7 separate regions of the Mus musculus genome follow, and all the other regions are linked to region 1. The links are chromatin contacts, called in public HiCAR-type, HiChIP or PLAC-seq and Micro-C maps. All regions are on one chromosome and are shown on one strand. The core of a region is the stretch at or near the end of the contact, and the rest is flanking DNA. Distances in the headings are between cores, read along the strand shown. Region 1 holds the start of Zbtb7b (zinc finger and BTB domain containing 7B). Region 2 overlaps Il6ra (interleukin 6 receptor, alpha). Region 3 holds the start of She (src homology 2 domain-containing transforming protein E). Region 4 has its middle 28 kb from the start of Ube2q1. Region 5 overlaps Chrnb2 (cholinergic receptor, nicotinic, beta polypeptide 2 (neuronal)). Region 6 holds the start of Adar (adenosine deaminase, RNA-specific). Region 7 holds the start of Rusc1 (RUN and SH3 domain containing 1).

Evidence for each region. A called contact is a pair of places that touch in the nucleus more often than the background predicts. HiCAR-type assays count read pairs that join an accessible place to other places. HiChIP or PLAC-seq counts read pairs in DNA pulled down with a chosen protein or histone mark.
Region 2: a HiCAR-type map of astrocytes shows a contact between it and region 1, with 2.8 times the contacts expected there. The contact joins the enhancer-like site here to the promoter of Zbtb7b in region 1. A contact is called at or near these places in 11 of 39 promoter capture datasets (the 3T3-L1 cell line, 3T3-L1-derived adipocytes, cranial neural crest and 7 more), 4 of 484 Hi-C or Micro-C datasets (CD4 T cells, adipose-derived mesenchymal stem cells, cerebral cortex and 1 more), 10 of 115 datasets of contacts at active chromatin or transcription factors (astrocytes, craniofacial prominence, embryonic basal ganglia and 6 more) and 2 of 9 other capture datasets (liver and pancreatic islet).
Region 3: a Micro-C map of embryonic stem cells shows a contact between it and region 1, with 4 times the contacts expected there. The contact joins the promoter of She here to the promoter of Zbtb7b in region 1. A contact is called at or near these places in 4 of 39 promoter capture datasets (cranial neural crest, frontonasal cranial neural crest, hippocampal neurons and 1 more), 1 of 484 Hi-C or Micro-C datasets (embryonic stem cells) and 5 of 115 datasets of contacts at active chromatin or transcription factors (astrocytes, craniofacial prominence, embryonic basal ganglia and 2 more).
Region 4: a contact with region 1 is called in an H3K27ac HiChIP or PLAC-seq map of embryonic stem cells, with 2.1 times the contacts expected there. The contact joins the enhancer-like site here to the promoter of Zbtb7b in region 1. A contact is called at or near these places in 3 of 39 promoter capture datasets (cranial neural crest, embryonic stem cells and pre-B cells) and 3 of 115 datasets of contacts at active chromatin or transcription factors (embryonic basal ganglia, embryonic stem cells and forebrain).
Region 5: an H3K4me3 HiChIP or PLAC-seq map of embryonic midbrain shows a contact between it and region 1, with 4 times the contacts expected there. The contact joins the enhancer-like site here to the promoter of Zbtb7b in region 1. A contact is called at or near these places in 4 of 39 promoter capture datasets (the C10 cell line, cranial neural crest, maxillary cranial neural crest and 1 more), 1 of 484 Hi-C or Micro-C datasets (embryonic stem cells), 8 of 115 datasets of contacts at active chromatin or transcription factors (craniofacial prominence, embryonic basal ganglia, embryonic forebrain and 5 more) and 4 of 9 other capture datasets (embryonic stem cells, liver, macrophages and 1 more).
Region 6: a contact with region 1 is called in an H3K4me3 HiChIP or PLAC-seq map of embryonic forebrain, with 5 times the contacts expected there. The contact joins the promoter of Adar here to the promoter of Zbtb7b in region 1. A contact is called at or near these places in 12 of 39 promoter capture datasets (the 3T3-L1 cell line, 3T3-L1-derived adipocytes, the C10 cell line and 7 more), 1 of 484 Hi-C or Micro-C datasets (B cells), 6 of 115 datasets of contacts at active chromatin or transcription factors (the SCID.adh cell line, embryonic basal ganglia, embryonic forebrain and 3 more) and 3 of 9 other capture datasets (adipose tissue, liver and pancreatic islet).
Region 7: a Micro-C map of embryonic stem cells shows a contact between it and region 1, with 4 times the contacts expected there. The contact joins the promoter of Rusc1 here to the promoter of Zbtb7b in region 1. A contact is called at or near these places in 5 of 39 promoter capture datasets (embryonic stem cells, erythroid cells, liver and 2 more), 3 of 484 Hi-C or Micro-C datasets (the G1E-ER4 cell line and embryonic stem cells), 2 of 115 datasets of contacts at active chromatin or transcription factors (effector CD8 T cells and memory CD8 T cells) and 1 of 9 other capture datasets (pancreatic islet).

Annotation. Positions count from the first base shown.
Region 1 is chr3:89,391,356-89,395,603 of GRCm38.p6, forward strand. It overlaps Zbtb7b (zinc finger and BTB domain containing 7B), which reads right to left and starts at 2,023. Exons shown (of 3, transcript NM_009565.5): 1 at 1,680-2,023. Gm15417 (predicted gene 15417) reads left to right here and starts at 509. Exons shown (of 2, transcript NR_040403.1): 1 at 509-1,151.
Region 2 is chr3:89,866,920-89,871,167 of GRCm38.p6, forward strand. Il6ra (interleukin 6 receptor, alpha) reads right to left here. Exons shown (of 10, transcript NM_001310676.1): 10 at 2,405-4,248. The coding sequence ends at 4,242. Among named protein-coding and RNA genes, the nearest start is that of Gm46811, 3.1 kb to the right of the region's middle. Within about 2 kb of position 2,017, at least 59 of the 459 cell types and tissues checked have an H3K27ac peak or open chromatin away from gene starts, as enhancers often do. A contact at or near this core is called in astrocytes, cerebral cortex, cortical neurons and 4 more, where this site is marked.
Region 3 is chr3:89,829,110-89,833,357 of GRCm38.p6, forward strand. She (src homology 2 domain-containing transforming protein E) reads left to right here and starts at 2,261. Exons shown (of 6, transcript NM_172530.3): 1 at 2,261-2,994. The coding sequence starts at 2,395.
Region 4 is chr3:89,799,487-89,803,734 of GRCm38.p6, forward strand. No RefSeq gene overlaps it. Among named protein-coding and RNA genes, the nearest start is that of Ube2q1, 28 kb to the left of the region's middle. Within about 2 kb of position 2,210, at least 68 of the 459 cell types and tissues checked have an H3K27ac peak or open chromatin away from gene starts, as enhancers often do. A contact at or near this core is called in embryonic stem cells, where this site is marked.
Region 5 is chr3:89,757,360-89,761,607 of GRCm38.p6, forward strand. Chrnb2 (cholinergic receptor, nicotinic, beta polypeptide 2 (neuronal)) reads right to left here. Exons shown (of 6, transcript NM_009602.4): 5 at 3,313-4,248. Among named protein-coding and RNA genes, the nearest start is that of Chrnb2, 5.1 kb to the right of the region's middle. Within about 2 kb of position 2,447, at least 11 of the 459 cell types and tissues checked have an H3K27ac peak or open chromatin away from gene starts, as enhancers often do.
Region 6 is chr3:89,728,906-89,733,153 of GRCm38.p6, forward strand. It overlaps Adar (adenosine deaminase, RNA-specific), which reads left to right and starts at 1,813. Exons shown (of 15, transcript NM_001146296.1): 1 at 1,813-1,933. The coding sequence starts at 1,906.
Region 7 is chr3:89,091,581-89,095,828 of GRCm38.p6, forward strand. It overlaps Rusc1 (RUN and SH3 domain containing 1), which reads right to left and starts at 1,783. Exons shown (of 11, transcript NM_028188.2): 1 at 1,687-1,783; 2 at 1-981. The coding sequence starts at 893. It overlaps Fdps (farnesyl diphosphate synthetase), which reads right to left. Exons shown (of 10, transcript NM_134469.4): 4 at 4,019-4,099; 5 at 3,774-3,896; 6 at 3,434-3,522; 7 at 3,280-3,352; 8 at 2,872-2,949; 9 at 2,651-2,785; 10 at 2,008-2,263. The coding sequence ends at 2,063.

The DNA of each region.
Region 1 (4,248 bases), core at 773-3,272:
GAAATATGCCCTTCTCCTGCCCAACACAATACTTCTTATGCCCAGTATCTCCTCCCAATCTAATGTCCACTCCATGCCAGCTCCATAAGCAGTGCCAGGAGGGTACAGGGGTGACCAAACCAGTTGGTGTGTGTGGGGTAGCAAAACGCAACCGAATAATCCTCCAGGCCTTAGCGCCCCCCCCCTCACCAAAACACACACTGCCTCGAGGGAACAGAGAGTTCCTATCTTGGTTTATTTAACTCCTCACTTCCCAATCTGACTCCCCCCAACCCTTGATAAACGGTCCCCTCCTCTGGGAATAAGTTGGGGGAAGGAGAAATAGCTGCGCTGACTCATTCCCGTTCTCAGCTGCAGCTAGGGGTCTCTAAGGCATTCGGGAGGGGGTCAATTCAAGAACGCCCTCCACCTGGCCCGGAAGCCAGGACAGCTTGCCGGTCTCCCCTTCTCCCCAGCACCCACTTCCGGTGTCCCAAACTAGGTCAGCAGTGCTCGTTTCCTGTGGGTCAGCTAGCACCGGCGCCTCTGCCCCTCCCCTGCTCCGGACCCAGGCTCCCCGCCTTACCCCCCGCCCCCCCAGGGCGCCCCGAGGTCTCACCACGTCTCAGCCGCCCTTTGATACATGGGGGTTGTGCGGGGCGGGGGGCAGGGGACCCGCCCTCTCTCCAAACACTAGCAGGGCCGGGGCGCCTGGGCAGGCACGTGTCCGGGCACAACCCGCTGCCCACGCTGCCCCCCCACTCCCGCCCCCCCCGCTCTGGCCAGGACACGTCGCTCTCTTACTTGGGTGGGGTGGGAGGAGGGGAGAGAAAGCTGGAAATGGAAAGCAGCGCCCCCCACCCCTCTGAATGGCCAACCTCGGCCAGCGGTGCGCACTAGGTTTCTACCACACAGCGACCCCCACTCTGCTCAGGGCAGGTGCGCCGGCGCCGGCGGCAAGACCGCTGGTAGGTCGAGTTCTTATCACCCACCCTCGCACTGGAGTTGTGAGAGCAAAAGCTGACTTTGAAAAGGTGGCGGTGGGCCTGAGGCTTGAGAGACCGGAATGTGATTGCGGAGCGGGAGGGGCAGAGGGGTCGTCCTGCTGAGCCGCACTACCGCTGGAGAGACGACGCGGCTCTGGAAGCGCAAGAAACCGAATAGTCCAGCCGGTAACTTTCCCCCAAGCCGCGGTTCCTCCCGCTGCCCCCCACCCCCCGTGCCACTGGCCTGGGTCCAGCCCACCGTGCCAGGGGGGCGCGGAGCTGGGTGGGTGGGTGGGGACACGCGTTGTCCTAGTTATAGTCCGTCAGGGTTTCCATTCCCTCCATTCGGTCGGGTCTGGGGTCTCCCCCTAAAGTCACAAAAGCGACTGGGGGTAGGGGTAAGTTCAGTGCAGCTCACCCCCTCTCCATCCCGTAGCTCACAGTCTGTATGATATTAGAAGTGCAAAGAAAGTTTCTGGAGACCCTCCGCTCAGAGTTGGGGGGAGGCCAATAGTCCATAGTTCTCTACCTTTCCTCCAAGTTAAAACCAATTCCAAAGACCCAGGAAAGCTACAGGGAATGCGACTGGTTGAAATCTGGTGTGTGTGTGTGTACGTGTGTGTACAGGGGTCTCACAGGACGCACGAAGGACACTGCAGTAGGCTCGAGTTTAGTGTATCCCGAGCCAAGGGACAAAAAGTGGGGTTCACTTACCTTTCAGCCGTTGGGTCCGTTCGCTGGAGCTGCAGAGGCACAGGGTGTAGGAAGAAGCGCGTCCCCCGCCAGGCTGGGGGGCTTGGGGCTCTGCTCCGGTCCTGGTCAGAAGGCCGCGGTCAGTGGCTCGCTGCTCGTTGCTGGGGGGCTCCTCCTCCGCCACCCTTTGCCTCCTCCTGTTGCCCGCCCCCCCCTTGGCCGCGGAGAGCCGTACATTCACCTGGCTTCCACTCGCCCCCCCCCCCAAGGCCCGCCTCACCTGTCCTGCTGTCTCACCTGTCCTCTCTCTTGCTTTCCCCCCATCCCTCCCCTCCCTCCCCCCGCCCCTGCCACCCCCAAACTCCCCCCCCACCCTTAGCAACACCCTCTGTCACTTCCTGGTTTTTCATCCGCCCCCCCCAGGCACCCCCTCCCTCCGCCCAATAAGGACATAAACTTCCACCTCTTCCAACAGCTAGTTCCAGCAGGGAGCATATGGGTCCCTCCCTCCTTTTCGTCCCTTTTCTCCGAGATTTTGCTTCGCTCCCTGAGCCTTTCCCACCCTTTTCCTTTCCCTTCTTTCCTTCAAACTCCCTTCACCTGCCGCGATCCCTCTCCCTCTCTGCTTTCTACCACTATCTCCTCCGGTCCACCTTAACTGGAGCTCCGCCTCCGACCCCCGTCCAGCCCTCTGCTGCTGCCCAGCTCCACCCCTTGCACGCCACCGCCCTGCCCATCCATTGGCCTGAACACCCGCCTATCCCATGTGGGACGCGCCTAGGGTTCATCCAGGGAGGGGGTGGAGCCTGGGCTGGCCAGAAACCAGAAGGGGAGGGAGGCCGAAGACAGTGTCCGCAGTGGCCAGGGAATGGAGCAGCCCCCTCAGGGACTTCCTCTCTTTCAAGAGGGGCTTCTGTAGGGTCACCACCTGGGGAGGGAATGGTATGAGAGGTTACGGATACGCTGCTGGGGATGAAGACCTAAAATTTAGAAAGAGTGGGGTCCTGCCGAGGGGCTTTAACCAGGTCAGAGCCCCAGGAAGAGAGAGAACCTCTAGACATTGAGCTTCAGCCTCTTGGCCCATCCCCCTCCGAGGGAGCGGGGGAGTCGAGTCTGTGGGCACTCTGTGTCCCTCCCCACGCGTGACGGCGCCCCGCGGGGAGGGAACAGTGCCCGGGGCAAGGAGCCTTTGCGCTCTAGCCAGTGCCCGTTGCTGCCTTGGCATTTTCAAAGGGGAGGGACTGAGTCTGGGAAGGGGAAGGGGGAGGTGCGCTCCCTCTGGGGCCCCGACGCTTTGCCTTCAACCAGCCGGTACTTTTAGTGGAGAAACTGAGACCCTACAGTGGAGGGATCTTGGCGCAGATTCACTCAGACCCCGAGGTGACGATAGAGACCTGGGTGGTTTAGGATGTTTGCTTAAGTGGGTTTGGGAAAAACCGGTATTCGTATTTAAGTGCCCGACCCAAAGAATGGTAGTCTCTGAGGGACGCTTACAACTGGGCTGGCGATGCTATAGACCCCAAAAGGGCCCCTCCTACTCGTTTCAAACGGAGTCAAATCCCGCTCTCTAGGACCAGGTTCGGCTTCGCAGCAGCAGGCCAGGCGGAACCGGGTCGGACTTGTTCTCTTTCCCAGCTCCCTCCGCAGGGGGCCTCCTTCCCTTTCCAGCAGGTGGCTCCGCAGGACACCAGCTCAACCTGTTGGACCACAATGGGCGGTGCCAGGGGGGCCCTGGCCCTCACCCGGGCTGACCCGGGATCCCCAAGCAGGGGGAGGGGTGGAGTCGGCCCTTCCCTCCCTCTTTCTCCCCCCCCCCCCCCCCCCATGACTCAGCCTCGAGGCCGCTGCTCTGCCCCTCAGCCAGGGGCGGAAAGTGTGAGGCGCCCCGGAGGGCTCAAGCCAAACTAAACAGCCCCTCACCCCAGACATTATCTCACTGGAGAATTAGGGGGGCAATAGGGACCAGTGGCTAGCATGAGGAACTCTGGCTCAAGCAATCCGTTCCGGGTTTTCCTATCTGTTTCTGTCCCGCTTTCCCCCGCCCCCAACACCAGCACGCCCTAGGTCAAGTCTGATCTTTGCTCCAGGTTTTCCTAGCGGCCCCGCAGGACTGTCGGAAGGATTCCGAGCAAGATGTGTCTGGACTAGGGTTTTTCCCTTCCTTCTACTGTCAGGGTCCTGCTGACCAGGGAGTAAGCCGTGCTAGGCAACAGTACTAGACACCTAAGTAAAGTGGAGGGAAAACTGCTTTCACGAGAAGGGTACAAGATCTAGGAAAAAGATTTGGGAGAGGGTAGGAAAGTGGCCCAGGGCTCCAGAAGAGTGAGGGTCTTGTCACTAGCTCTAAGGGACTTAGACGCGAACCGCTTTGTTGTTCCACCCCTGCCTCTGGAATTGCTTCTGGCTAGACACAACCCGGGTCTTTCTGCGGCTGGATTATCATTCTTTAGCAGTTCTGGAAATCTACTGTTAGTTCCTTAGTGGCTCTTTTCCATTTCATGTTTCCATGTTTGCTTTTCCTTGTGGTACAAATAGTTATTAGTTCCCTTTCATGTTGGGGGAACACGGACTTGAAATTTCTGTCTAAATC
Region 2 (4,248 bases), core at 767-3,266, 480 kb after region 1:
CCCAAGTTTTTCTTGCCCAAGATCTTTTTCAGTGGAGGACAGACTCAGCCATCTGATGACCAAGAAAGCTCGGGATGGCTCTCAGGATCCCATTCTCACCTCCATAGTCCAGTACACACCTAAGTAGTGGGCCTTCCTTCACTTTTCTAACATGCCTCTATCTGGTAATGCTGAACAATGCAAACGTGACAGACACATGAGCCTCTGATTTCCTTCCAGAAATCCCAGGCCTTGGTTTGGGGAGAATGTTTACTAACTAAAACCTTTTGAGAAATTGCTAGTCCCAGGTTTAGTGTGTGTGTGTGTGTGTGTGTGTGTGTGTGTGTGTGTGTCTGCCTGTCTGTCTGTCTGTGAGGGCAGTATAAGTGACATACAAGGCCTCACTAGCCTCAAACTTGGAGAAATCCTCCCGCCTCTGCCTTCCTAGTGTCGAGCCGGGTTAGAGGACTGAGCCGCTGTGCCCTCAGAGACAGTCCTATTTAATTAGTTAGTTAGCCTTCCTCATTCTTTACTCCTCGCTCATCATGGAAGGAAGGTTTTCCTTTTAATGACCAGGTTCCCAAAGCAGAAGAACATCTCACGTGCAACTTTAGAAATTATTTATTCCAAACAGTTACAAATTTCACTTTAAAGCAAACAAGAGGGCAAAAAGGCATTAAAAAAGCACTGACTTAGGTCTTAGGTATCAGCTCACAGGGGACAGAGCGTAAAAACCTTAAAAATATTGTCTCAAAGATAAAAACATGTAGCATTGAGGTATCCTGTTTTTAACGGATATGATCTCTTGCCAAAGTCTCTCTGTCCATTCCAGCTTGCTACACACTGTACCAGTCCTTTCCCTGGAAACAAGATCTCCATCTGAGCATATGTTCACAAACCTGACAGTGTTCCTTAAGGCGCATTAAGGTTGCCATAGAAACTTCCTGGAACTGGCACCCAACTACACTAGCAGCAGAGGCTGGAGAGACCTTTGGCAGACCCTCCCCAGCGCCAGCCCCAGGACCCTCCCCAGCTGGCCTGCCCCCTCCCACTTTGGCAGACCCTCCCCAGCTGGCCTGCCCCCTCCCACTTTGGCAGACCCTCCCCAGCGCCTGTCCCTCCCACTTTGGCAGACCCTCCCCAGCTGGCCTGCCCCCTCCCATTTTGGCAGACCCTCCCCAGCTGGCCTGCCCCCTCCCACTTTGGCAGACCCTCCCCAGCGCCTGCCCCTCCCACTTTGGCAGACCCTCCCCAGCTGGCCTGCCCCCTCCCACTTTGGCAGACCCTCCCCAGCTGGCCTGCCCCCTCCCACTTTGGCAGACCCTCCCCAGCTGGCCTGCCCCCTCCCACTTTGGCAGACCCTCCCCAGCTGGCCTGCCCCCTCCCACTTTGGCAGACCCTCCCCAGCTGGCCTGCCCCCTCCCACTTTGGCAGACCCTCCCCAGCGCCTGCCCCTCCCACCTCACCTCACTGTAGGCTCTTGGGATGATGCTGCCTCTACAAAGGAAAAGGTTTCTCACCACCTCTACCTGAAGCTGAGTATGGGAGTCTTTCCCAACTAGGTCAGCCATAAAGAACTACTAGGAAACTCTAGCTCGGAGCCCAGGCAACCAGGCAAACCAGGCATTCCTTAAACCGGCACACCATAACTAAGCCTGGCCCACCCTGTTGGGCTCTGCTCCACGCTGGCTCCAAGCCAATGCCGGCAGTAAAGCCCACACCGGGGTTCCCTTTCTCCCAAGACACCAAGGACACAGGAAAGATTCAGTGTGAGCTTTCAGCCAGGTGGGAAGGCAAGGCTCATGGAGAGAAAGGACTGTCGGCCAAATGTCGTGGGTGTGGCCAAGGCTTCTCCCTTGAAATAGTTTAAAGCTATTTCACTAATGCCAGAAGGACCAAACATCTAAGAACCTTAGAACTAGAACCAGTATGTGTTCCCTCTTTCTACCATGCAACAAAGATCATGTTTAAATCATCTCTGTCTAGACCAGGCATTTGGCTGCCTGGTCGCTGAATGCTGGTGTTAAGTGGTACTGTTGACAAGGCAGCCTGTGGGCTGCAGAAACTCCAGTAAGAATGACCCGAGGATGGAACACCTATTCAGCTTGCACAGAATTGAGACCAGAAGCAGCTGAGGGCATACACCTGTGTGAAGTGAACGAAACCGGACGAAACAGACTTTGTTGACTTAGCTTATAAAAAGTCAAAAGGAAAAAGCATCCTTTTGATACGGGTTGGGGGGAGGCTATCCCCTTACAACAATAGTGAAAACAACTTGGAGATCAAAGCCATTTAACTCACAGAGATAATGAGCTATCTGGATTTCAGTCTTCCGTCTGCCTGCTCTGCCTGGCTTGGGTAACAGCAGAGCCCTGTGAGGGACTGAAGAACTGTGAGTGAGCACAGTCGCCGATCCCCTGAAGATCACGATCTGTAACATTTTTAATAAATTTCCCTTTCACAGCAGTTTTGCTACCCTTGAGTCCCAAAAACTTAGCAAAGGAGGAAAGAAGGAAAAAAAAAAAAAACAAAACATGAATACTTGGCCTGATTTTCTGTCAACCTACAGAGCCTTTTCTAAGACAGCAACAGGACCTAAAATGTACAAAACCCACAAAAAAATAAAATAAAATAAAATAACTAATGCTTAGGTCAGTGGCCCCTAGAGCGGACAAGCAGAGGGCATGGGGTGACAGCTTCCGAGCTCTGCCCGTCTCGTCTCGTGGTGGTGGCAGAAAAGGCAAGTTACTGGCATAGTTCAGTAAGACGGCAGGTGTGGGGTGCTGTGGTTGCAGAAGTCACTTTAATCTAAGCACCACACTGTGGCTCTGTGGTCTCCTCGGTGACCACTAACATCACTGGATTCCTCAAAGCCCCAGGGGAAAGCATCTGAGGCCACTCAGTCAAACGTAAAGCAAGGAAGGCCAAGGTGGCAGTGAGGTGTAGCAGGAAGCAGACACCCTTCCTGCCTGCGCCTGGGAGTGTTCACAGGCTCATTCCCTGAAGCAGAGCATGGACAGGCTATTTTTATACTTTTTAAGACAAAAAAATCAAAATAAAAAATGAAACCAAAGGCTTTTCTGTTATAGGAAACAGCGGGTTGGTTTGGGTTTTTTTTGTTGTTGTTGTTTTGTTTTTTTGTTTTTTTTGGTTTTTGGTTTTGTTTTTTTTTGGGGGGGTGATTTGTTTTTTAGTTTAGTTTTGGTTTTTTTTTTTTGTTGCTTGTTTGTTTTTTTTTTCCCTCGATTTTCACTTGACTTGGTGTTTGGGCTACCGTTACTGCACTTGGTCCTCCAGGGTGGGCAGTGAGGGTTCATACAGTAGTGTGCAGTGAGCGGCCTCTTCCAGACTCTTGAGAGAAACAGGCAACAGTTCTCTAAAAACCAAAATGAAAGTGCATTCTTGCTAGTTAACGTTTTTTCTTTTTGCATGAATGTCGACTTTCCTAGTAGCTCCAGTCCAGTTGAAATCAGAATGGGCAAGGCTGGGGTAAAGTAGTTCTCTCCGCCCTGGAAGAGGCACCCCCTACCATCATCCCTCTCCTGGGAGAGTAGGGGGACAGGAAACGTGTTTTCCAGGCTGTACCTCCCGCAAGTACCATGAGGACGGTGGACACCCATCCGCTCTCTACTTCCACTCCGCTTTTCGCCTGAAGTCCTGAGATCGAAGAGGAAAATGAAGCCTCCGCAGCCAGCAGTGCCTGGGGTCATCATTCACATTTAAAAACTGCTTGTGAGAAATTGTCACTCGCGTAAACCATCAGGCCCTGAGATATTAGTCACCACCACCGGGCCCAGCTGCTTTCCAGATGTTGAGAAGGAAATCGGAACCAAGCTTCCACCCGGCCTCAGTGGCCTCGGAAAGAGAATGGCAAAGTGCTTGGACTTTAGGAGTTCGAGAGCTAAAAGGTGGCTTGGGGCAGTGAGGCAGAGCGAGGCAGCTGGGGCAGCCTTTGGAGCCCCTTTCTGAGGCCTCCTGAGGGTGCAGCTTGTGAGCCACTATCAGATGTGGAGCTGACGGGCATCTCTATTCAGTCATCACAAGCTGTCTTCACAATGGCCTGTGTTCCTCACAGCCCCTTCCTTCCTTCAGAGCCTATGCAGCACCAGCTGCACCTACTCAGAACCTGTGCAGAGCTCTTGTGGGTTAGTGAAGCTGCAGCCCCGCCCGCCCCACCCCACCCCAGGTGGATGGGACCCGCATGAGAAACTTGTGTGCTGATCTCGTGGTGCCCTGCCAGCTGCCAGGTACCATCCAGATGATTATCTG
Region 3 (4,248 bases), core at 1,011-3,510, 440 kb after region 1:
AAAGAGGGCACTCTGAGGACTGGCAGACAGAAAAGGTCCTCTGTGTGGTCCCAATGATATGAAACTTTTAGAACGGTCAAACATGTAAAAACCAAACAGATGGTGAGGCCAGACTCTGTTGTCAACTTGATTGGGTCTGGAACCAACTAAAAGGCAAGCAGTTCAGCACTCCCACGAGGAACTCTCTTGATGGTGCTAAATGTGGGTGCACCTACTGGAAGCTGCTGGCCTTTTGCCTGCATGCCTTCACTCTGTTCACAAGTCCATCCAGCCTTTGCTAGTGTTAAAACCAGCTTCTCCCAGCTTCCAGCACAGATTCAAACCATAAGCCCTCTAGGAATCCACCAGGCCTCCTGGGCCAGGCTGGGGTGATGAGATATTCAGCCTGGTAGGCTGAGCAGCTACCAGGTTCCTGGCCTCTCTGATGTGAGACAGCCACTAGAGAAACACAGGTATAATACACCGCCCATGGAGAGGGCATGAGAAGGGGCTGCTGATAAATACAAGTTTCTTTCTGGAAAGGTGATTTTTTTTTTTTAGGGTATGTGTATGAGTATTCAAGTGTGGTGGTAGACATGTTTGCAAGTGTATGCAGGCCAGAAGTCAGCCTTGAATGTCCTTCCTCATCAATGTGCACTTTGTTTTTCTGCTTCACCAGCACTGGGATTGAAAGAAAGGGTATGACTCCCACCGCTCTTCTTTGCGGGTGCAGAGGTTCATAGTCAGGCTCTCATGCTTACCTGCCAAGTATGTTATCAACTGAGCTATCTCCTCACCTCTTGGGTGGATGCCTTAAAATCAGACTACTAGTGAGACTTCAATGTATTAAAAATTCCATATTAAACAGCTGAATTTCATGGCATCTAAATTATACCTCAATTTAAGCTAAGATGCATTTCCAGCATCTGAACGGTCAAGGTGAGCTTACATTTCTTCCACCAAGTACCATCCACAAGCTGATGGTGGCTGGTGCTATCCGACCCCCGCAGCTTGTAGCTTGGGTTTTCAAACCTGCTGCATGAGACTCTGGACCACATTTAGGGCTGTTGTTGTATAATGGTATTGTTTTATCTTTTACTTTGAGGTTAGAAGACAATTTTATTAGAGTTTGAGAGAAAAATGGCAGAGCAGGAAAACTGTAAACTCTTGGTAGCTAAAAGAAGGATGGATAGGAGGAATGGAGATCAGTAATTGAAGTCTACCAAAAGCTGCATGGGGCTGAAGATGTAATTCGGTTGGTAGAGTGCTTGTCTAACATGCTCCAAGCCCGGGCTGTCATCCACAGCACCACATGAAATTCACAGTGGTGACACCCTTTGCCATCACGCAATAGTCTGAGGTCGTCTTCTAATACACCGAGGCAAGTTAGGATTCCATAGGCTGCTATTGGAGGAGTAGAAGGGAGGAGAGAAGTGGGTAGGAGAGGAGACAGAGAGGGGAAGGAGAAGGTGGGGGTGGACAGCAGCACCATAAGAGAACCAGGTCAAGCCGGCTTAGGGCTTTTGGCCTTTATCCAGAGAGAGAAAAGATACATTTTCTGTCTCAAAAGTCCGCAGGTCTACCAGTGAAGACCTGTAAACAACTGCCGGGTTTTGTGTCTGAAAGGAGAAGATTTCATTTCATGTTCATATGTAATCGTTTTTCATATTTAATCTTTTTAACAACAATAACAAAAACCTTTGAAATTGCTTTGAAGAAAGAGCGACAAGGAGAGAATCAAGTAGTGTGAGAATCAAGTAGCTGAGGCGTCTTCGCAGGAGGGCGCGGGTCGGGGACCTCCAAGCTCTTCTCCCAACAGTGCCTGGGGTTGGTGGGACCCCTCTCTGGTCCTGCAGCCAGAGCGATACCTGCGCGGCCCTCAGAGCCGCCCGGTCGAACTTCGAGCCTTCGCCCGCCGCGTCCAGCTTGGGGTTCCACGCGCCCCCGACGAACGTGCGGAACCGGAGAGCGAGGGAAGCCGCGCGGGCGCTCCCGATCCTTGTTCTCGAGCGCGACTCCTGGCCACGATCCCCGCACACGTCCCGTCTGCAGAGATGGGGGCAGTGTTGGACTCGGTGCGCACGCGGGGGCCCCGGCGCCGGCGAGGGAGGGGCGCGTCCGTCCTCCGTCCTGTGCGTCCACCGCGGGGCGGGCGCCGGGGCACTGCGGCCGCCATCGTCCCAGTTAGGGTGGGCAGGGCTGCCGGGGGCTTCCGTGGGCTCGGCCTCGCCCACCTCGGGAGGAAAGGCAGGGGAAGCCCCGGCGCCCGGCAGCCCCAAGCGGTGGAGCGCAGAGAACACGGCGGTCCGATCACTGCGCCCGTCTAGCTTCGGGCCGAGCGGGTGCCACCCTGCCAGGCGCGCGCGTCTAGCGGCCCGGAGCCTCGCGGCGGCCTCCAGCGTCCAGCCCCGGGGAATGCGGCGGCCCCCGGCCCCTGGCGCCCCACGGTGTCTCAGCTGGGCCTCCTCACTCTTCTGCTCCGCGGCCTCGACGCTCCCGGGCCCCCTGATGGCGGCGAAATGGTTCAAGGAGTTCCCGCTTACTCTGAAGACCGCGTCGGAGCGCGCCCGGCCCGGGGGCGCCGGCGGCAAGCCGCGCAAGAACTCGGAGACTGGCGGCGCGGCGCCCACCCCGGGCAAGGGCCGGAAGAACTCAGCGGCCGAGCTGGGGGCCAGCAAGGCGAGCAGCGGACCCCCAAAGGACAGTCGGCTGTCCCGGGACAGCCTGCAGGGTCTGATCCAGGCCGCTGCTGGCAAAGGCCGTAAGAACTCCCGGGTCACCGCCACCGCCACCGAGGAGGAGCCCCACCGTGGCGCGGTGACCAAGAGCGCGGGCTGCAGCACCTACATCAGTAGGCTCATCAAGGTGGACACGCAGGAGAAGAATGGGAAGAGCGCCTACCCGGGCGGTGGCAGCACCAGCAGCTCCAGCAGCTCCTCTTCCTCTGCGTCCTCTTCCCCGTCCTCCCTGGGCCCTGAGCTGGACAAGGCCAAGATAATGAGACAGCAAGACACGGTAAGAACACAGCATCTCTATCCTCCTCTCAGTTGTGGAATTGGAAGGGCTTGGGGGGGGGGGGCGGGGAAGGACGCATGGGAACCTGATGAACCCCAATATTCATTAGGCATAAGTGAAGTTGAAGATGTTTTCTAAGGCCTTCCTCTGTATTCATTCTGACTCCCAAGTGACTCTTCAAAACTCACTGGAGACCTTGACAGCAAGGTTTGTTGTGGTTGGTTTTTGTTAGTTGTTTCAAAGAGCAGTCGAAGGGAAGGGAAAGGAACTGGCCTTCCAATGGGTGTGGTGTACTGTGGTTCTTGTTTTCATGTTTGACATCGAGGGGTCTATCAAGCTAGACTTCTGTAAGGCTTACGCCGCCTGAGTATGCAAAACATCGGTAGCCCGTGAACTGTGAAGCGCAGGTTGCCCATCTTCCAGCCACTCAGTTTCAGCTGCTGTGCAAGCGGCAAAGGCTTCCATTCATTCTGTGGCTGTACTGTACATTCATTCTGTTTATTGTACTGTAGCCATATAAGTACTCGCCATGGACACTAAGGGATGTGGTGGGGGGGGGGGCACAGTCCATAGCAAGGAAATGTCTTTAAGGAAATTACAGATCAGGAGAGAAGAAGGTGTTTCCTGCACATTCGTCACCAGAGGGCTTCTGGGTCCTGTCCAGTGTGGGAAAGGTGAACCTATTCTCTCCATCCTTTTTGTTTGTTTTGTTTTGTTTTGTTTTTCAAGACAGGGTTTCTCTGTGTAGCCCTGGCTGTCCTGGAACTCACTCTGTAGAACAGGCTAGCCTCGAACTCAGAAATCCACCTGCCTCCACCTCCCAAGTGCTGGGATTAAAGGCGTGAGCCACCACTGCCCGGCTTGTAGAGCAGAGCTGGGTTTCTCTCCTGTGAGAAATGGGAGAGAGAAGAGCTCGCTCCCAGATCTTAGGCTTCAGCCTGAGCAAACCCTTCCCGGGGAAGGGATTTAAGCAAGCTGCCTCCTTAGACAGTCAGGAACTTGTGGCCCCTGTGAGGTGGCATATACTGGGCACCTCTGTTCATTTCTTCGTCCAGGCAATTACAGAGATGCTTAGTGTGTCTATCCTGTGGTGGGCACTGAGCAGAGCCATGGGGAGATGGATGTGGAAGCGGCTCACATGTAACTGGGTGGTATACCTCACTGTGCCTTAAAGCCAAGGACTGTGTGTGCGTGTCACAGCCTGACTTCCTGCTGTATCTGAGCTGTAGCACGTGCAGTGACTGTCGAGGAGAC
Region 4 (4,248 bases), core at 960-3,459, 410 kb after region 1:
TACAATAAAGCTCTAAAACCATAGACTGTCTCTGCTCATCAAGGCCCACGCTACTTGAACGATGGGATAGGCTTTCCCCTGACAGATGTGGTCTAATCTCCTGCCTGAAGGCCTTCCTGCGCTCCAGTCACAGACCGGACCAAGAACTTTCGCCCCGCCCCCCCTCCTCCCTTCGGCCCTGGGGATGACCGAGCCACTCCCGGGGGGCCCCCATTTGTTCTCAGCTCTTCTGTGGTGTCCAGCGGGGTCTGGGATGCCCGAGACTGAGAACCTGTTATCTAGGACTGCTCCTTGTCCACCACCCCTGCTGAGCTAGAGTCCTGTGGCTTCCCACAGCCAGACCCCCCCACCCGGGACCTCATGGAAAGCATGCAGCAGTTCTTCCGTATCTGCGTGCCCAGAGCACCGGAACTCTGGAAGCACTCACAAGGCAAAGAGTTTCAAGGAAACTCAACCTCCTGGAACCTTGGCATTCTCATAACCTGTATATTCATTCATACCCTATCCCCGCGTTTGTCTGGTGTATGGATGCACGTGCTCTCTTTTAGTATTATTTTATTATAAGTGCCTTTAAAGATTGAATTCTGACATAGCTAAGCCTTCGCCAGTGTTCCAACGTCCCAGAAAATCCTTGAAGCGGACAAACTTGGAATTCAGTAAGAAGGTTACCTATTCTGTAACATTCAAATTTACTCCTAGTAGAGATGGTGAAACTAATTAGGCATTACAAAGAACAGAGCTAGAATAGCTCCAGGGCTGGTCTGCAGGGTGATTACTTAGGACAGTAGCCAGTCTCATCCAGACAAGGGAATACACAATGGTCTAGCTAATAGGTGGGTTTAACATGTAAGAGTTAGGGACTCCCACTGAGACAGGAATCTTCACTACAGCCAGGTATAGCAGGCTACACTGCATGTTAGAAGCAAGTTGGTGAATTCTTCTGACAAATGGAGATTCTCCACAGATACTTAAAACAACAGCCAAGTTAAACTGATACAAGAATTTACCAAGGCCTAGGAAATAGGGGGTTTGTAGTGTTACATTATTCATGAGAAGGTCTGCTAGAGCAGAATCCCCTGGTGCAAGCTTTCACAAGGCTCAAAGGAGTAGCACAAATTGTGACTAGGGTGTGAAATCCTTACCTGTCATTAGCTGACCCTAGACAGGGCTGTTTTATCTTTACTGTAAACATTACCTGGTTCCTGGAAGTCCTTTTGAAGTCATTCCTTTGTTTTGTGTCAGGTAACTTCAATGTGCTTTGCCTGCTGTGACATCCTACCCCTTTGTTTTCTGTATTATATAAGACTGGTGTTCACTTTGTGACAATACATTCAGATTCTACACAACCTCTTGTGTTGATTTTTGTCTGTCATTTGTTGACTCCTTGTCCACATGTAACCAGAGACCGGTTCTACGCAGACAGGGACCAAAAAGGGTCTGCGGCACTTGTGTGAGTGTTGTGGGGGTGGGGTGGGGTGTGTGTGTGTGTGGGGGGTGTAAAACCCAGGGACTTCCCAGAACATTCCAAAGCAAAACTCAATCCCTGAGAGGCACCCTCAGCCTTTCCCCTTTTTTTGTGATAAGGTCTTACTAAGTGGTCCAGGCTGGCCTTGAACTCCTTCTGCAGCTAAAGCTGTCCTTGAACTTGTGCTTCTCTTGCCATAGCCTCTTACGTAGCTAGCATTATAGTCCTGTACCCAAGCACAGCTTATAACATAATTTTTTAATTTTTTCAAACAAAACCATTTTCAATAGCATCATTACTTCTCTCTTTGAATTTATATCTTATTTGTTAATCTACTTTTCAATCCACTCATTAATTTTCAAGCTTCCCTTGTTAAAACTGGGCCTCTCCCCTCATTATGTCTGCTTTCATTATGTGTCAAAAACTTCTCATAAGCTAGAGCCTTTTGTTGTTCTGTTTTAAGTATTTTAACGTTTTTGTTTCATTTCCTTTTTAGCCCATGGGTTGTTGATCTAGGAATATTAGATTCCCAAATGGGTGGGATTCTGTACACCTCTCCTGATGACTTATTCCTAATTTAAAAGCATTAGGAACTCACATCTGACCAAGAGAAATCACGGGGAGATCCGGGGCAGTTTCTGGACCCACATGACTGAATTTAACTCCTCCCACACACAACGCTGAAGTTTGTTGTACAGACTGCAGAGGGCAATTTCCACAGGAAAAGGGCTCTTGAGCTCCACCCTCACAGTGACTTTTAGCCTGGGGACTTTCCCATCCATAGTACAGGCTGGCAGAGCCTATAATGACTACAGAGACCCTTGCAGGACAACAAAAGCAGGTCCAGTAACAGGAATTTGTGGGAGAGTGCTCCAGAGAGAAGGAGCCATAGAGAGGTCCCAAACATCTTGAAATGACCTCTGCTTGGGCCAAATTCTAAGAAATTCAAGTACAGGGCATATTCTAGGAGACCTTTATGAGAACAGATCCAGAGAGAGACAAAGGGCCTGAGCCAGTCAGTATGCAGCACTAAGGACACTGTGTGGCTGGCTATAGGAAGCAAAGCACCCTGAACTACTCCATCTGAGACTCCAGAGAGCCCAAGCTACGAGCTCAGACTGACCATAGGCATCCTGACAGCAAGTGCTCCACCCAAATGGATGGGAGTGGGCATGGGAAGTGTGAGACAGGGTCTCACTATGTAGCTCTGGCTGGTCTGGAACTCAACTATGGTGGACCAGACTGGCCTCAAACCTCAGAGAAAGCCCCAGCCCCTGACCCCGCCCCTGCAGCCCTGAGATCCAAGGCGTGTGCCACTATTCCTGACTTTGCTTTCCAGTACTGGGGGCTAAACCCAGGGCATAGAATTCTTCTCTTACTTATTATGTTGAAAGCGGGCTTCCATGAGATGCCCAAACTGGTCTTGAACTCATTCTGTAATCCAGGTATTCTTTTAAAGAAAACCTTGTTTGTTTGGCGTGTGTGTGTGTGTGTGTGTGTGTGTGTGTGTGTGTGTGTGTGTGTATGTGTCCGTCCGTCCGTCCATGCATGGCCCACCACTTACTTGCATGTGGGAGGCAGAGAACAACTTCTAGGAGTCAGTCAAGGGGAGATCCAGGGCAGTTTCTGGACCCACGTGACAGAATTTGACTCAGGAGTAGCTGTGCCTCAGGAACTAGAAGTAAATATTTTTTAACCATAAATAGCCTATTTGTAACTTTGTGTTTCTTTAATACACACCACCCTCAAAACTCAAAGAACTTTTATTACTTGGAAATAAAAATGAGGCTAGGCATGTGTCTGAAATTCCAGCAGTGGGGAGACTGAGTTCAAGGTCAGTTTGGACTACATAGTGAGACCCTGTCCTGAAGAGAGGTCACACTCAGAGGTAGCTAAGTCTGAGAGAGCTCTATAGCCTATCTCAGGTAAGAAAACAGCACAAGGACAGACGCCCCTGGCCACAGGACATTGGCACTAGGACCCGATGGAGCCGACCCCCTTGGCTGCTAAGCCAGAGGGTTAAAGGTGGCGTGGCGCGTTCCGAGATGCCACTTTGCCAAGTGTTTCACCTACACCATCCACATACCAACCAGAGTGGACAGAGGGGGAGCAGCTTTCCAAACCAGACAAGGAAGTAGTCACTGCGGCGCCCCCTGTTTCGGACTCTGCAGACACGGAGAGGGCTGTGTAGTTCTTTAGAAGGGGGAGAACCCCCTCCCCCTCAGCAGCGGGGAGAAAGAGAGCAAGAGGCATCGCTCACAGTGAGCCTGAGGCCTCGGACCCCAGCCAGTCAACCCGAGCCACTTGACCCACACATCCCCACTCCTCCTCTCTTCATTCACATTACCCTTTACTAGGAACCCCCATCCCCAACCCCAGCCTACCATGGTCCCTCCTCTGCTCTGAGACACCATCCGTGCCACCTGCTGTCCTTTTGAGCTACACTCAATTGTTATCATGGAAAGGAAAGCTCCCCCCCACACACACATTCTCTCTCTCTCTCTCTCTCTCTCTCTCTCTCTCTCTCTCTCTCTCTCACACACACACACACACACACCTCGCAGGTCACAGGTTCTGGTGCCACTCTGATGACTTGCTGTGAGCTGTGATGGATGGCTTGGCCCAAGCCTTGGCTTACCTGCACACCCACCCACCATGCTTCCTCCACACCCACCATTCTTACTGCACACCCATCATGCTTTCTGCTTCCTTCCCCCAGCAGCACGTTGTGCTGTAAAACAGCCAACCATGATGAAGACGCATTCTTCCCTGGAAAGTCCTGC
Region 5 (4,248 bases), core at 1,197-3,696, 370 kb after region 1:
CCCCACTCCTCTCCCTCAGCAAACCCAGAACAACTATTCATGGCTCTGATCCTGCCTACTCCAAAGTCTCTAGTGCTCCCACTGCCCCCGGGGCCCACCCGAACCTACCCGTAACAAATAGGAGTCTACTTCCTACTACCTCCCACACCCCAAAACTCAAACTTAGTAAGAACTACAACATGTCTTCTTAGCTCTCTCACTTCCTTAAAACAAAACAAAACAAACAAAACTGGTAAACTCCTACACATATTTCAAAGCCCTAATTTCCTAATTGTCTATTCACCAAACAATTAATGGCTTCCCTGCTCCGGTTGGTCCCTGGCACTAGCTAACTCAGTATACTATATTGTTTCAATCTGTATGTCTGGCCTTCCACCAAACATGAGAGGGACCCTGCCAGCATCCGGGACAAGGCTCTCAGTAACTCAGAGGTGCTGCCTCTGGGGCTCTGCTTTTATGATAGCTTGAGACACCCTCCCACAACCTCAACCTCACTCCTACACAGAACCCAGAAGGTGCAAGTGGTGCCCAAGTGTTAAAACATCAGTCCAAAAGGTAATGATATCCGTGGGGTTTGAGAACCATCTACAGGGTCACAGGAAAAGCCAGCTTCTCTTCCAGACTGAGTCCTGTCTTTTTGTATGTGTTTATCTGGGCCCCAGCCAGATCACAGGACACAAGATAGGGAGCCAGCAACTGTGCAATTCATGTAGCTGGCAGCCAAACAGTCACTCACTGAAGTCACAGTTGGGCCTGCCACAGACCTGGCATCCTGCAAGGCTCGGAGACACAACCAAGTGAAGAACCCTATGGTTTTGAGTATCTTCAAGGAGACAGAGACAATAAACCTCTCAGAGATCATACAGTGAGAGGGGATGGAAGACTAGGATGGAGAAACAGAAGGAAGATGGGATGGGCCTGGAAAAGCCTCTTCTAGGAGATGACGCTTACAGCAAGCTCTGCTGGGTAGGAAGGAAGCCCTGTTCCAGATCCACACTGAAGTCATGGTCAGGCAAACCCAGCAGAACAGCATCCCAGCCCTGCCCCTTTAAACTGTCCCAAGAAAGGCAAAGAAAGCCAAGGAAGTGAAGCAATGAGGCTTGGCAACACAATGCACCTTGGGCTCCTAGGTCTAATGATGCTCCTAGGAAGGATGCTACTGAGACAGTCGGGAAAGCTTGAATGTGCACTGTACAGTGCTAAAAGTATTGATGCTGTTCTGTTTCCAGAATTGGGTCTTTGAAGCCGGGCACTTCATTGCTACTTTGGTTGTTGATAGCAGTTGGAACTTGGGGCCTTTCACATGCTCACCCTGTATCACCAGGAGAGCATCTCTGGTCTTAAGAAGAGACACATCCAAGTGTTTGGGAGTCAAGGTTACATGATTACTTTTAAAGAACAGGGCCAAATAATAACAGTAACAGGGTTTTGGTTTTGTTTTGGGGGCGGGGGGGGGGGTGAGGAAAGAGTAATATCATCAGCTTGATGAGATTAGCATCATCATGGGAACAAACGTCTATGGGGAATCTTTCTAGATTGGATTAATTGAGGCAGGCAGCACTCATTGCATGGGCTAGGGTCCCAGGCAGAAGGAGAAATGGAAAAGTTTGTTGATCTCAGAATTCCCCTCTCCCTGCTTCCAGACTGAAACAGGACCTGCAGGCTCCTGCTACCACCTTCCCCGCCTTGGGCTGTAATCTCAAACTGCAAGGCCAAACAAAGCCTGCAGTCCCTACATCTGCTTTCCTCAAGAGAATTTTGTCACAACAATGAGAAGAATAACTAAAACAAAGACTGTTCTCGTGGAGGGACCCAGATGCAAAGGCTCGAGGGCAGGAAAGAGCTTGGCTTGCTAGAGACAACTGAGTGACAAGCTGGTGACCCAAGCAAGGGAGCAAGTCACCAGCCTGGGGGTGTGGGTTATTTAACTGCGCATAGGAAGCTGAACAGGGAGGCAGTTGGGAGATTCTCCCTTGGTCCACACAAGAGTTGACAGGAGCTCAAGGACCAGGGTGTTAGCATGAAAGTGACAGAAAAAGGACAAAGCAGGGAATCACCTTGGAGGTGGTGCTCCCAGGACAGGACTTCTGAAAACATCAGTGGTGAGCACTAAGGGAGAGAGAGCAAAGGCATCACCAGGTTTCAGTGTGAACTGCTTAGCCCAGGGAATGCCATTTCCAGCAAGACAGGGAAACTAGGGGCAAGTTAGGGCCAGGTTGGGGGTGTAGAGCACGCACTTGGGTTTGGGCGTGTTGAGGTCTAGATGCCTCTGAGGCATCCAAGTAGGTCACTGCACCTTCAGCGCCTGACTTGAAATGCAGGCTACATGATGGACTGCAGCGGAGGTGGAGGCCAGAGATGCAGCGGCTGCTGAGCCCTGCACCCAGTTAGCCTTGGCTCCTTCATCTCCAGTCTCAGCCTCTCTCCCTCTCCCATGCTTGTCTGCAGTCGGGGGGAGGAGGGAGGGAGAAGATGTCTGAACTCAGCTCCCAACATAAACCACAGTGCCTGCCCTTTATCCTTCCCCAGCTGGAATGGCAGAGTCCCAGAGGAAACCTTGCTGGTCACTATGGCAACAACTGAGCCTTGGCTTAGAACCAGTCAGGTACCTGAACACTGATCTCAGGGAAGGCCAGATGGTACCCAAAATGGGGGGCAGGATGTTAACCCATCGCACCTTCCCTCAACTCCTGGCTTAGTCTCAAGGAATCTCCTTCTGGGGAGACGGCAGGAAAGGCCAGAAGCTGGGGGTGCAGAAGAGGGTGAGACCATCTGGAGAGCCCTGGCCTCTATCCACCCCATTTCTATAAATATTTCATTAGACTCTTTTCAAGGCCCAGGACAGTAGAAACGGGCTATTGATTTTATTTGCTTTCTCTGCTGGGACCAGCCCCATGGAACCTCTAAACTTTCCTTTCCCCGTCCATCATCATCCCAGTTGCCCGCTCTGTGGTCCGCAAGGACTCATCTCCATTTGCACTAAGAGCAGCAGCGCATTAACAACTTGGAAGTGTCCATGTGACACCCTCGGGCCCAAAAGAACTTCTCCCTGCCCTAAAGTTCCTAGTCACCTCTCTCACACTAATGATGCCTTAGCTGACACATCTCACCCTGAATACTAGTCCTCTGGGAGCTACAAGGTCATCTGGTACAGACACCAACACCGGCAAGCCAATCTGGAAGCCTACCCTGCTGAGTCCTCAATCACGTTGCCCCTCCCTTGTACCCTTGCTTTGTGACCCTAAGTGACACCTACTCCCCGCACACAGGGGTTTCTGCTCCCGACATGCCTATCTCACCCTTGGTACTCACACTCTGGTCATCATCTTCACTTCGCATATGGTCCGCAATGAAGCGTACACCGTCCACAGCTTCCCGGAGGCCACAGCTGCATGGGCCCATCGAGCGCCCCAGACCGGCTGCAGCGGGCTCAGCCTGGAAAGCCCCAGCCAAGCCCTGCATTGATGCAGGATTGACAAAGCAGGTACATGGGTCAGCTGCAGGACCTTCGCGGAAGAATAGTGTGCCTGCCCCCTCACGTTCCCGCTGGCGCCTTCGCAAGCGCAGGCGTTGACGTGCACAGCGGTGGCGTGGCTGCTGCAGGAAGAGGAGGGTGGGCAGCTTCTCCAGGAAGACCACCTTGACCCAGGGCGCCATGGTGTGCGTGGTAGGCGAACGGTGGTGCACATTGAGCACACACACGCTAGTGACGATGGAGAAGGTGACTAGCACCATGGTGAACATGAGGTACTTTCCCACCAGCGGTACGTCGAGGGAGGTGGGAGGCACAATCTTGGAGATGAGCAGCAGGAACACCGTGAGCGCCAGCAGCACAGAAATACAAAGTGTCATCTTTTCACCACAGTCTGAGGGCAGGTAGAAGACCAGGATGGCCAGCGAGGTGATGAGTACGCAGGGGATGATGAGGTTGATGGTGTAGAAGAGCGGTTTGCGACGAATGATGAAGTCGTAGGTGATGTCCACGTAGGTGGAGTCGTCTGGGTTCTCGTTGCGTCGGCCTGGCAGTGCGATGATGTCCCACTCCCCACTAGGTGTGAAGTCGTCCAGGCTGGCCACATCGCTTTTGAGCACCAGGTCAATCTCAGTGCGGTCGTAGGTCCAGGAGCGGAACTTCATGGTGCAGTTCTGCTGGTCAAATGGGAAGTGCTTCACCTCAATCTTGCATGCGCTCTTGTAGATGGCAGGCGGTAGCCAAAAGATGCTGCCATCATAGGAGACCACAGCATT
Region 6 (4,248 bases), core at 563-3,062, 340 kb after region 1:
AATGTTTCGGGGCTGGAGAGATGGCTCAGTGGTTAAGAGCACTGACTGCTCTTTCAGAGATCTTGAGTTCAATTCCCACCAACTACATGGTGGCTCACAACATCTGTAATGGAATCTGGTGCCCTCTTCTGGGGTGTCTGAAGATAGCTACAGTGTATTCCTATACATAAAATAAATAAATCTTCCTGGCCTGCAAGCGCCAAGGGGGAGGTTGTGATACCTTATTTTAGACACAACTGAGTTAGTTATTTGGGTGGTGACTAAGGAGTAGCCCTCTGAATTGGAACCTGGCAGGAGGCTCCCAAGCTCCTAGGGAAGTAAGCTGCTTGTGACAGGACTGTCACCTGTTTGTTCCCAAGGCCCTCCAGTTGAGGGGAAAACCTGGAAAAGGTAAACAGCCCCAGGTTGCAGTGGAGGTGCCACCTAGTGAGGCTGGGAGAGTTAGGACAGTTATCAAGGGAGCGAGACAAAGTTTAGGAATGAGACTGTCTGCGGGTCCTCAGTGGATCATTAGCCCCCAGAACATTCCTTCCATTTAGAATGCCTTGGACTTGAACCTGTCTTGTGCAATACATGATTGACCTTGGTTTTGCTTGGTTTGGGACAGGAGGTCTTCTTTCAGTATTGTTACATTGTTTCCCATCTGCTGCATTTGGCTGTGGTTTTTACTTCAATTGCTGTGTAATATCCTAAGGTGGGAACATCTGCTTATTTTAGTTTGATTGCTTTCAGTGTTGTGTAGCTTATCCTGCTAAATGCATATAATGGTTAAACCATGGGGTGTGTTTCTAAGTAATGACTTCCTGCAGTGACTGGGGTTGCTCCTTCTTGGTCCTCCTATGTGCTAGTTAATGGTGCCACACTGGTGAGTGGACAAGAACACCTACTCACTGTGACCTTTCCTGAGTTTCCCTGATGGCACAAGATTGAGCTCTTTTCCTGTGTTGATTGCCATTTTTTATCCCCCCCCCCCCAAGTTTCTGTTCCGCAAATTGTTTTACTTAGAGTGCACTATTATCCACTCACCTATGACTGTCTGGGACTCACTGTGCAGGGGATATAGGCGAGAACAGCCCTGCCCACTGGAGTGCCCCCGGGAGCACTGAAGGCAGGCAGCTATACCAAACAGGGAGGACATGATTGGGAGTGACTTTTGAGCCATCCATCTTGCCCAGACTGCTACATGCTGGGGCTTCTACTTACACTGTGTGTGCTGCTGGGTGCTGACGTTGTAGCATACACTAGATGCCCAGACTGCCATATGCTGGCCTACTTGCACCATGTGCTGGGTGCTGACACTGGTACAAACGCATCAGGTACCCAGGGATATGGAAGTGGAATTCCTCTGAAGTCTCAAAAACAAAACAAGGAAAGGGGGAGGAACATTCTAGGCTAAAGAACAGAATACGTGAAGGTAAAGAATTTTATCTACAAAAAGATAGGAAGTTTGGAGCAGCCAACAGGGGGAATGAAGGACAGGCTAGTGGGGACAGGGCATTGGCCAATGGTCACTCTAGGAGTGGACAGACTTGTAAATCTCGCAAGCAGTAGGGATTAAACACGGAAAAGGAACTTCCTCACAGGGCGGAGAGGGCGCTGTTGAGTGAAGCTTTCCAAAATACCGTGAACAAAAATAAGCTTGTCAGTGAAGTAAATAGCTCCCAAGCTCTCAGAGAACGTATATAGTGCCCTGCTAGTGGAGGTGGAGTGGTGAGGAAGGCGGTGGGCGTGGACTACGGCGGCCCAGCCCTTATGGTGGGCAGGATGCTGCTGCTCGGCTACCGGGAGCAAACCCCTCCCTCCTCTTGGCCCAACAGTTGGGCGGGGAAGCCTTTTCAAGGAAACGAAAGTGAACTCTGGGGAGCCAGCCATCTTACGGCCACAGGTGCGGGCCTTGCCGGCACTATGTCTCAAGGGTTCAGGGGACCCACAGGTAAGCCCGCGGGGTCTGCACCCTCATATCTGGCTCGCGTAGTGTGAATTACGAGGGTCACGTTCTCCTTCTCAAGCCGAACTGCCAGCCCTTCTGGGGATTTCTGTTCAGTTAGTTCTTGTAGCTTTGAGCAGTCTCAGGAAGGAGGCTGGTCAGAAGATAGACCAGCGTCTAAGCCAGACAAGGACCCAGGCCGGGGCAGACACCCCTTCTCTTTCTGCTAAGACCCCTGATGCCTTGCTGAGCCGCTATAGCCCAACATGAGCAACTTTTCTCATGATCCTCTTTGCTTTTTCAACTTCCTGAGAAATTTAAATTATCTCAACTAACCAGCAGGGGGAAGTCTTTTGCTTTATGGCCAAGAAGGGTGTCTTTCTGTAGCGCACTGGGTAAGCTTCGTGGAATTCTACTTAGCACTAAAATGAACTTGTGATGTCGTACATGAGCCCCAGCTGCAACGTTCTGAACAGAAAAACCCAGATTCCGAGGATTCATGCTGTGCACAGCACTGGATCTGTCATTCTGGAAAGCAGCGGGGATGGAAACTGACCCTGTGGTGGGATTAGGACTGTTCCTTGCCTTGGTTTGACCATGCTGGTTTGTTTGCTTTTGAGGCAGTTTCTACTTGTCTTGTGTTGCCTTGATTGCCCTTGAGCAAGCCACCAGTCTTTTCTCCCTAGAGCTGGAATTGCAGGCATGTCCCACCCAGGTTTATCCTTCAAAATTTTAAAAAGCTATATGGGATGTACCAATAGCCTCACACTTGATAAGCAAATGCTCTACTACTGTGTGTGTGTGTGTGTGTGTGTGTGTGTGTTGTAATTTGGGGGGTATGATGGTACTCATGAGGCAGAGGCAGGTATTTCTGAGTCCCAGGCCAGCCAAAGCTGTGTAGATGGCCTCAAAAACACAAACCAAAAAAACCCTACTCCAACAACCAACTTTTAATGTTGCAGATGTACAGGCACACTTGTACTTCTTTCTACGACAAAGGACAGCCTCGGAACTGGGCCCTCAGGCTTCCAGGAATTTTTCTTCTTGGTCCCCTATACCCTCAAGTGTCTCACAATTACTGATTTTTATACCACACTGTGTTTTGTTTTGTTTTTCTTGGGTTCTGGAGATTCAGATTCAGGTCCTTAAGATTGTGTGGCAAACGCTTTACTCACTGAGTCATCTCCCCAGCTCTTAATGGTGTGTGTGTGTGTGTGTGTGTGTGTGTGTGTGTGTCTACCTTCCCTCAAAATATTGCAGGCATCTGACTTGAAGGAAAGCACTTTTTACATATACTACAGTATGCACCTATGGATCATAGATGGTAAAGACAAAGGACTTATCTGTTGGTCCTAGAGATGGAAGGCAGGATTAGAATGGTGTTTGAAGAGCCATGTTTGATATTATATGTTAGGATGGTAAGATTGCCAGTCACGACAGAAGGCTGTGGCCCAGCTCCTGTAGCCTTCAGGCGAGTCAGGAAGGCTGTGAGCCACGTCAGAGATAGCACTACATGTTCTGTTTCCTTCTCTGGTCCTACCTCCCCGAAATAACTGAGTAAATTCCTTAGTTTCATTTCTTCTGTGCCTATTCTAGTGTTTGTGCATATATGAACTCACTCTCTCTCTCTCTCTCTCTCTCTCTCTCTCTCTCCCTTCTCTTCCCCCCCCCCCCAAACCAGGTTTTTTCTTTTCAACAGAAGAAAGCTTAACTTACATGTACTCTACCATTTACACTTTTCACATATACAAATTTTTTGTAGTAAAAATGCAAATGTATCCAACACAGATGTTCAGAAATTGTGACTAATGTTCCACAGTGTGAGGCTGTTATAACTTATTCAACTACTTTGTAGCTACGCACATATATTTCCCAGATTTTGTCTGAAAATAGCCATTTAAATCAAGAATGTAGTTAGGGCTGGAGAGATGGCTCAGCAGATAAGAACAGTGGCTACTATTGTGTCACATTGTCCAGTTCTGGGGGGAGGTAGGGTCTCTGCCTTCTGTGGACACCAGACACACATGTGGTGGACAGACATAAATGCAGGCAAAGCACCTATACACATAAAAATAAAATAAGTGTAAGAAAAGTAATTTATCTAGAAACTGACTTTAACCTTGAAATGAAAATGTCTTCTTTCTAAGTTCACTCAAAAAACTAATTGGATCTCCTACAGCCCCCATTGTTGAGCTATGTGATTGGGCTACTCATGTCAAGCACCATGACACCTCTGTCCCAAGCCCTGTGGGATGGGCGCAGAAAGAAGACCAGGGATGGTCTTGTCTGTATGGGCTTTGGTTCTGAATATGCTGCCCATC
Region 7 (4,248 bases), core at 533-3,032, 300 kb before region 1:
TCCTGGCTGACGTCACCTCTCCATCCCCCATCAGTTTTCCCTGCATCTATTTTCGAACCAGAATTGGTGTTCAAACAAGAAGCCAATTTCCCAGATTCCGTTTTTAAGCTCGAGTTTGTATTTTCGTCTGTTTTCCGACCAGAGTCACTGTCCTCGATGGTTTTCCACCCAGCTTCAGTTTTCTCTGTGTCAATTTTCCAAATGGGGTTAATTTTCCAACTGGGCTCTGCTTTCCCTGCGTCGATTCTCCCATCTTCGGTCTCTGAGAGCTCAGAGGTAGCAAGATCCTGTTCCCCACTGTCTTCCTCTTCCTCCAAGCCTGGGGAAGGTAGGTCCTGGCAGGTGGTCAGGGCGTTGCAGTTCGAGTCCAGGTCAGGTCCAGGTGGAGAAGATATTCCAGAGCAAGAATCAGGAGAGCAACAGAAACTGTCTGGAGAGCAGGTGCTAGGGCCCGCTGGAGCCAGAGGAGAGCCCAGCTCCAAGGTGCTAGGCTGAGGGTTTGCATCCTCATTACCAGGCAGGTCTCGCGAGTAGACTGACACTGGAGACTCATCAGGGCTAAGGTCTGAGCAGGAGCTGAGAGAGGAAGAGCATCCTGGATCTGAAGGGGAAACAGCCTCTTCCTCCTGGGAAGGGTCCTGCTGATTTTCTATGCTGGACCCGTGCTCCTGGCAGCATCTACAGGGCACAGCTGGACTGTTGGAGTTGGCATCCACAAGGGTCCCGCTGCAGGGCCCCCTGCTTTCCTTGCCCCCGGTGTCTCCCGGGGGCGGGGGTGTGCTCAGAGGCCCCTCTCGTAGTTCAGGACGGCGGGACAAGTGCAGGCCTAGGGAGACATGCTGGAGATGGATGTGATTGAGGTTGCAGAGTAAAGCCCGCTGAGGGGACAGCATGGTGCCGAGGGAGGACGACGTATGGCTTTCAGAGAACCAAGAGGATCCAGCGTCTCACATCCACCTACCTGACAGTGTAGATGCAGACCTAGAAAACAGGGGTGGTTGAAACCTAGATCACGGGTAAGGGCACTGGAGGTGACTGAGGACTAGAACAGGCCTGGGAAGGATCTGGCTGCTTTGGGAGATATTTAAATGAGATTCAAATCACCACGGACAGGCCATTAGTTCCCACTGCAGTATTTGCAGGTGGAGCTGAACATAACCTCCAGGGAACGGAGAAAGGAGGGTCATCAGAGAATGCAGTTGTACTCTGATCTTTGTGGGGCTGCGAAGCTTGAAAAAAGAGTGGGGCCCAGAATATGGGGGTGCGATGCTTGAAAAAGAATAGGGCCCAGAATACACCGATTCTTCCTAATCAAGCTCTGTCCTCCAGCCTAACCCTGGGAGGAAGGGGACCCCGCCCGGATGCTCTAGTGAGGTGGATGGTGGGGAACAAGACGAAGGGTTTGGTTTGTTAACGCAGGAGAGGGGTCTGGGCTGGAGCAAGGGGAAGCATTCTGCTGTCAGCTCTGCATCTGTCCCAGTCCCTGTTCAGCTCTAGCCTTCCTCCTGTGTCCTCACCCACCGCAACGCCAAGATTTGTCCATTCACTCTGTGTCGTCTCCCATCACCCAGCCATCGCCCGTTTCTTTATTCTTTTAACTGCTCCTCTCCTGTGCTATCAATCCATCCATCCATCCATGCATCTATCCATCCATCCATCCGCACCCTCAGACCGAGCCCTCCTCACCGCAGTCCTCCTGGAATCGCTCCGGCCTTGGGCTCGTCTGCGTCCCCGCCCAGCAGGGAACAGAGCGGAGGGGAGGGGCACCGGCAAAACCCACTGTGGCTGCGCAGCCGCACCCCTTCACGCATGGGCGTGGCATAGCTCAGGACCGCCCCTCAACCCCCACGCAACACTTGACGTTGTGCCTATGTCACCCATCTACAAAGCAGACGCTTTGGGTCTCAAGGAATGCTTTTGCCAACCTGGATTCCAAGCTGCCCTCTCCCACCCCTGCATTCTGGATAAAGCTGAACTCCTGACTGCCACAAGAATAAAACCACAGGATGTTGAACAATAATTTATTGAGACCCCCTCCCTCCCAGCCTCTCCAATTCCGGGGTCACTTTCTCCGTTTGTAGATCTTGTTTGCAAGTTCCATGAAGATGGATGGGGGCAGGGGCGCAGAGCACTGCTCTATGAGACTCTTGAGGCGGTTGTAACTGTCTTCCTCATACTTGAAGAAAGCAGACTGCAGATCCAGCGCCTCATACAGTGCTTTCACCCGAGCCACTTTTTCTGGGTCCTTCTGCCCATAATTCTCCTGGAAGCACGAAAACAGCTTTACTTGGCTGGGTCCAAAGGCCCTCACAACTCATTCATTCACTCCAGACACTGGCAAAACTCTCCTCTCTGGGGATCCAAGATACCAAGCATTGCCTCCCGAGCCCAAAGTTCAGGTATTGGCTCTGGATTCTACTTCCTCTAGGGTTTCCCAGCCTTGACACGGCTGAGTTATTGGGCAGCATGCGTTGTCTGGCACTATCCAAAACCTTCCCGGTTCTGCCTGCTAGCCACCTTCAGCACAAACATCAAACTGCACTTAGTTGCCCAATGTCTCCTGGACAGCAAAATCACCCTGCTTTCCTAACCACCCCTCCTCCATCCCCTTAGCAAAGGGACATGCCACTCCCAGGCCCCACTCGAGCACCTCTAAGATCTGGCGCTGTTGAGGAGAGGCTCGTAGCAGACACTGAACCACCAGCCAGCTGCATTTGTTGTCCTGGATGTCAGTGCCGACCTTTCCCGTCACACTGGGGTCTCCAAAGAGATCAAGGTAGTCGTCCTAGGCAGCAGGCATAAAGGAGAGATGAGGAGGTCCCCAGGCCGGGAAAGAGAAAATATGCACTCTGGGCTGCAGGACCTGCCTACCTGGACCTGGAAGAACTCGCCCATCTCCATCAGGATCTTCAGGGCATTGGCGTGTTCCTTCTCCCCATCAATGCCTGCCTGTAGGAGACAGGGTAGGCAGCATGACCACACATCTTCCCCTGGGAGCTGCAGCCATTACGGTTCCACTTTCAACTTCAACTTCTTACAAAATGAAACGAAGACCTGACCCATAAACCACCTCCACACCTAGTCTCCTGCCTCAGCCTCAATTTCGCTCTGCCGCCCCCCCTCCGCCCCCCGCCAGATGTACCATCCACAGGCCTCAACTCTGCCCACTTTCCAGTATCAGAGGGACAGAGGGCTTGCCCGAGGTCACACCGTCACACAGTAAATGCCCTCCTGTCCCAGCGTCCCCGAAAGAAAACAGTGGAAGTGCCACCAACTCACCATGTACATGGCGGCCGCAATAGGCAGGTAGAAAGAGTAGAAAGCCGTCTTGTACTTGACAATCGATTTGTACCTGAGTCAGGGGAGAAGATGCATTCATGGGGACACAGCCCATCTTTAGTCTCTGTCTACACATGATTGCTAGTGGCCTCACCTCTTTTCAGTGTATCTACCAAGATCCACATGGCCCTGGGGTGCTGTCATGAGGTCTAGAGTCTGCCCGATCTCTGTCTGATAGGAACTCTAGGGAAGAAAATAACACACGGGCTCTGAGCCAGGCTTTCTCCGGGACCAGGAAATGCTTGCATCCCAAGCAGCTGACAACTAGGCAGGCAGGCAGGAGGGAAGAGAGCAGCTCCGTGCATGCTCACAATCACATGACAGCCTTCTTCACTTGCCATTGCACACTTCCCAGTCTAGCACAGCAGAGCACGTGCCACAGAGGCTAGAGCTACAGGAGACAGGTGTGGGTCCCCAGCCCCACTGCAATGCACCTGCAGAAAGAGCTCCAGCAGGTTCAGGTAGTAGGGCTGCTCCCTGCAGTAGAACTTCAGCAAACGATAGATGGAGGCTTCCAGAAGCAGAGCGTCGTTGATGGCATCCAAGCCTATGCCTGGCTGTTAGGAACAGTGTGAAACAAGTTACTGCTGGCCAGATTCAAACCATCACAGCAGACACCCCAACCACCTCTCCTATGGCCTGTCTACCACACCCATTGCTACTTTCCTGCGTGCCTTACCTTCTGATACCAGCAGATCTGTCCCCGGCGAGTGAGGGAAGAGTCCATGATGTCATCTGACACAAGGAAGAAAGCCTGGAGCTAGGAGAGGAACAGGGTAAGACTGAAGGGCTCTAGGAGGAGCTCTCTCTCAGAGACAGCTGCTGCTCTGAACACTGCTGTACACTGGGTAGAAGGGTTGGCTGTGGAGACCTCCTCTCGATACCACGTAGGCATCCTTTTTTTTTCAG